Regions from separate parts of the Mus musculus genome. Here region 2 is linked to region 1. Evidence: chromatin contacts called from public Hi-C data. All regions are on one chromosome and are shown on one strand. Each heading gives the region's core, a stretch centred on a gene start, on an enhancer-like site or on the middle of the called end of the contact. The rest is flanking DNA. Distances are from core to core; before and after follow the strand shown.

What was found. Hi-C and Micro-C count contacts between places; a contact is called where the count stands out from the background.
Region 2: a Hi-C map of the N1E-115 cell line shows a contact between it and region 1, with 4 times the contacts expected there. The contact joins two enhancer-like sites. A contact is called at or near these places in 1 of 484 Hi-C or Micro-C datasets (the N1E-115 cell line) and 3 of 115 datasets of contacts at active chromatin or transcription factors (differentiating embryonic stem cells, embryonic basal ganglia and forebrain).

The regions. Positions count from the first base shown.
Region 1 is chr5:131,831,553-131,834,397 of GRCm38.p6, forward strand. All of the region lies in intron 4 of Auts2 (autism susceptibility candidate 2), which reads right to left. Among named protein-coding and RNA genes, the nearest start is that of 4930563F08Rik, 47 kb to the right of the region's middle. Within about 2 kb of position 1,504, at least 27 of the 459 cell types and tissues checked have an H3K27ac peak or open chromatin away from gene starts, as enhancers often do. A contact at or near this core is called in the N1E-115 cell line, where this site is marked.
Region 2 is chr5:132,073,576-132,076,275 of GRCm38.p6, forward strand. The region is part of intron 2 of Auts2 (autism susceptibility candidate 2); the gene reads right to left. Among named protein-coding and RNA genes, the nearest start is that of 4930563F08Rik, 190 kb to the left of the region's middle. Within about 2 kb of position 1,261, at least 101 of the 459 cell types and tissues checked have an H3K27ac peak or open chromatin away from gene starts, as enhancers often do. A contact at or near this core is called in the N1E-115 cell line, where this site is marked.

The DNA of each region.
Region 1 (2,845 bases), core at 254-2,753:
ATACCGATAGCCTTGAAAATACCAATCTACCTAGAGACCTGAGCTTAGAGCCTGGAGCACAGAATGAATAGAGACTGATTATTTAGATTTTGTGTGTGTGTGTGCTGCAGTTAAAACTGATTTCTTTGAGATAAAAATTTATGCTATGATAGATAAATGATACAAAAAAGAACAGAAAAAGAAAGCTTAAAATAAGGGCTGTAGCGTATGCTCAGTGGCAGAGCACTTGCCTAGCATGCAGGAGGCTCCCAGGTTGGTTGGCTCCACAGTCCTACTTCCCATGGACCCCCAAGAACTTAAAAACAAGAGAATTTAAAAAGACCTTTTCTACAAAAGGTGCAAAAATAACTTGAAACTACATACACAACAGAGATGAAAACCTACATTCATGTGTTCACAGAAATCTTGTGTACAAGAATTACAATGTGGAAGTAATCCAAGTGCCCACTGGTGAGTGAGCAAACTAAATGGCACATGTGACTACAGGGGAATGTTTCTCATCCTTAAAAGGCATCACAGTTAGCAGTTAGCTGTCAGCTTGACACGGCAAGCAACTCACCTGAAAAGAGTCTTAGTTGAGTACCCTTATCAGGTTGATCAGTGGGGATGTCAGTGAGGGATTGTCCTCATTGCTAATTGACACAGGAAGGCCCAGCCCACTGTGGGCGGCACCACTCCCTGGGCAGGTAGTTATGAACTACATAAAAAAGCTCTCTGAGCATGAGCCTTCCAGATAGTTATCAAGTAGCCATTACTCCATGGTTTTTGCTTCAAGTTCCCGATTGAGTTCAAGTGTTCTCAGAGATGATCTATAACCCGCCGGCTGAGATCAACCCTCTCCTTCCCTAAGGTTTTTACAGTCAGAGTGTTTTCCCATAGCAACGGAGATCAAACACAGAAAAGGAAAGGGCATTCTAACATAAGGGACAGGACAGGCCAACCTTGAGAATGCTATATTAAATGAATGGAGCAGCTCATAATAGGACAAATAAAAATGACCCCACCTACGGTGCCATACCTAGGTTGTGAAAACAATACGCAAAGGGTGACCAAACAGGCTGGAAAAGGACAGACTAAGACTTAGGGTTTCATGATCATGGAGATACAATTGGGAAAGGTGGAGAAAAAAAAAATCTGAGGATTGATAATGATGCTATTGTATGATGGCAATATTTACACTGCAAGATGTGTGTATTCACGACACTAAGGTAATCAACAAGGAAAACTCCATAACAGATGCATGCATGTGCCTGTAAGAACACCAACAGGAGATTCTATAAAAGCGTTATGACTGTACCAACAGACTTCAGGCTTCCAGGGAAAGTGGGGGCACACTGTCTAGGCTAATGCTCCTTCTTCCTTGGTTAGTGAGACCAGAAACCTACTGAAAAGACATTCCAGATGCCCGAAACTAAGGAGATTCACAAATAAATAAGCAAGACTCTACAAAGCCATAGCAGGCCAGTGGCAGGATCTGACTGGTGGACATCTGCCACGCTTCACACAGGCCAGATGTCTTGGGGCAGATGATGGATTAGGGCAACGACCTGGGGTTTCCTTCAGGATCACTCTGGACATAGAATGATTAGGAAGGAAGAAAAAAAATATCAGTCGGTTCCCAAAGACACCCTCTGACGGAGCACTCCATCTCAGGGACCTTCATTCTTCATCAGGCAGGCGAACGCTGGGACTATGACAACATGCCTGTAATTAAGCACGTTCTTATCCTCTCCTAGCAGAAGCCCATTGAAGATGAAAAGGATCAAGACACAAACCGCACAGGCTAATTAGGGATGCTCCCCTCCCCCGCCTCAGGCCTTCAGCTGAAAACACCATTTCACACCGTTACATCACAGGGAGAATAGGCTCTGGGGACCACTCTGAGACAGCCAGTGACCAGGAAAGAACAAAGCCACAGTAGAAAAGGGAACCAGGGGACCAAGAGCCTACGTGCGCCCATCCCACACTGCACTTCTGGATTCTCCAGGATGCGATTTGGCAAGCTGCAGCCTGCAGACCAAATCAAACCCACACTGCACTCCATGAGCTTAGTGTTACATTTGTAAATTGTTGGGAAGGGGCGGGGGGGAGGGGGGACAAAACAATGAACACACGACAGAGCCATATGTGGCTGTAAAAGCTAAGATACTCACTGGCATTTATAGAGCAAGTTTGCTCATCTATGCCTAAGAAACAGGGATAATGAAGCCATGTGTTGAGTACCAACGAGGAGGAGGGTAAAGAGACCTATAAATGCTCACAGGGAGAGCAAGGGAGACGAATCCAACAGTAAAGTGATTCCCTCATGGGTACGAAGACCTGAGCTGTGATCCTGGCACAAACACAAAAGAAAAAGCAAAATAGATACGATAGGGTCGGCTTGTTACCCCAGAGATGGGTAGACAAAGACAGAAGGATCCCTAGGATCCCCTAGACAGCAGCCTCGTCTACCTTCCAAGTTCAAACCCTGTGAGAGACTCATGTCACAGAAGAGGGGGTGAAAGAAATGTAAAAAACCAGAGGGCAGACGGGGATGAGAGCCGCACAAGATGCCTTCTAGAAATGAAGTATCAACCACTCGTGAGCATGTTGCTGCTTTGCTTGACCACACGCATCCCAGTATTTCATCATGGATGAAGGAGATGCCTGAGAGGCTCTGCCTCTCCCTGAAGGCTCTAGACAACTAATGGTTGTTGGAAAGGAGGATGTCATTCACTGGTGAAGCCTCTGGAAAGCTGCTCCTCTCCTGGTAAATAACACCACATACAGCGTGGAGTGAGGATCTCTCATTAAACTCAGTGGATCACATGCTAAAGGAAGGCCCACGGACAGGAGCAAGATTTGT
Region 2 (2,700 bases), core at 11-2,510, 240 kb after region 1:
AGTCCGGCTTTAGCTACCTGAGACCTTCTGAAAAGATGGAGCTGCACATCTGTGCGTCTAGTGAGTGAAATCACAAAGGGACCCTAAGGTTTCCTGTATCTGGCCCCTAAGTACTTCCTCTAGGAGGGCTGTGTGGGCTTGACACAGCTGTGAAGGGCCCAGTTCAGAAGGACTGAGACCTGCCGACACTAAATAAATTCTGGGGGCAGTCTTCAGAGACCATCAATTTTGCTCTGTCACAGAAGTGCTATATTCTCATGCTGAAACACTCTATAAACAGAGTACATGTTCTACACCACCTGTGTGTTAGCGAGGGTCACTTCTTTTCTGATCTGACATCTCTTGGCCTTGAGCCCAGGCGGCCTAGCAGCTGAAGACGGGTGACTCACCCGGTGTGAAAAGCATTAGACACGGCTCACCTGTATCTGCCCTTCTTGTCTCCTCCTAATCTCCTTCCTCTCCACTTTGGAGTTCATCTTTCAACCTAGAAGCTGATAAGAAATGCATCCACTGTGGATAATTTCTTCACTCTGGAGAGAGATTTTTTCTCTCTTATAGAGGGCTGGCCATCACAGTGAAGAAAGCGACACAGCGGGATCGTTCATCTTGACTTTTTATTTATTTATTCTGAGTCCATCTAGAACTGTTGCCTGGATCTGTGGGTGTGACTGAGCCATGAAGAAGTTACCACCCATAACTTTTGACTTTTGATTTTTATTTAACGGCTCATTTGTATAACCTCAAAGATGGAGGGGCCAGCAGACCCCAAAGAGATTGGCAGCTGCGGTCCTGTCAAGTTGGAAGGTTATGTCAGCTGCCAAGTCTGCCAAGCGAGCTCAGCACAGCGAGGGAGCGGAGAGAGATTGGTTACAGCCGTAAGTAATTGATCTGTCTGAAAATACCGGCTAGGAATCCTGGGATTAATGCCCCAGCTCCAGCTGGGCCGCACTGCTCTTTTCCCTCCAGCTCTCTGACAACAAAAGCCGGCCTCCTTCTCCAGGGACAAGACATTTTTATTAAAATCTTTATACAACTTAACAGCAAAGACTCTGTAAAAGCATCCTAGAGATTTGAGGAGGGTGGGGTGATGAGGCGCAGGTTTCCATCCCGAGAAAAACCAACCGACAATTTTTGCCAGCCCCCCTCAGCCCCCGCCCCTCCCCTTTTGATCTGGTTTTCATTTCAAAGCAGTCACCAGCCAGTGGCTTCCCTCGGCCAAATGCACTCAGTCATCTTGCTCTGGCTCTGGCTCTGGCTCTGCAGAATTCTGCAGAATGCATGGAGAGGGAGCTCCGGGAGCGGCGCGCTTAGCTGGAGAGACACGGATGAGCTGTGGAGAGCTGCAGGCAAAAATAAAGTGGGAAGGCATCCAAAGCTGCAGCTGCGCTAGCCCATTAAAAAGCTGAGACTCATTCTGTTGTTCGACCCCACGCTTAGCACCGCATAACTATTCATCAAAGAAATTTCAGTGCAATTAATTAAATTATTCCCATGTCTGGGCTGCGGAGTCGTTATTCCAATATCAACTTTCACTCACTCTCTCTTAAGCTCGTGTTTGCATGCCAAGTCACTACTCTGGGGTTGTCCAGTCTCAATAAAGCTGTGCTCCTCGTCGCTCACACAGGCTATCATTTCTCTTTTTTATTGCCATTTATTTTCCACTAGGACTCTGCTGCCAGGATACTGGCAGGACTTCCAGTATATGGTTGTAATGAAATCTACCGCAGACACTTAACGCAGGGTGAGGATAGAGCTCGGCTCATGTGAGGCTGTAATATAATAAATGCTTTCAGAAAGAGGATTTTTATCAGCTCAGAAATAGAGTGTGGTATCCCTCTCAGACTGAGTGCAGGAGAGGGAAAAAGGTGGAGTCGTTTGAAAATTCCTGTCATAATTAAGTTTATGGCTGAAATATGCCTAATGTGAGAGGTGTGAGCTGCGGCACAGACTGCCATTCATCTCTCCAAGAACAGTTATTAAAAGGGGAAAGGTTTTTTTTTTTTTTAAATTGTTTTGGGGAGATGATGTTTTTAAAACACCATCTTCTTAGTTAAGAACATACAACTGGCATGCTCTTATAATTTGGGAGATCTGACTGCTGCCCCATTGAGTTTGTTCTAACTGTGACAAAATATTAATAAGATTAAGAAAATAATACCCTCAACTTGAGAGACAGCAGACCATATTTAAGGCTCTTGACTGTCCATTGTATATCACCATAGCAAATTACAGGACTGAGTAAGAGTAGATCACTATCTCTCTCAGCAAGAGACAAGAGCCTTCATATGAACCCAACACTGGAAAACACCAGATCGACTTTTAATAAGCTCGGTGCTGGCTCAGACCTGAGAACTTGGCTGTGCCACTGAATGCCCCCCCCCCCAATAAAGAGGTCACCATCTACAGCTGGAAGATAATTTATCCCTCACATCACTGACAAGGGTAAGGTAAGAAATTTGAAAATCCTGAGTATAAGGGCTGGAAATAGAGTTTTGTGGTTAAGAACGCTTACAGCTCTTCCAGAAGACCAGATTTTGGTTGCTAGCATCCATGTGGGGCAGCTTAGGCCTGCCAATAGCTCCAGCTACATGGCACCAAGATGCCTTCCAGACATAGTACACATGGCCTGCCTGATGCTCACACTCATACGTTCACATACTCACATACATACACATGTATTTTTTTAAATCTTTGGTTTAA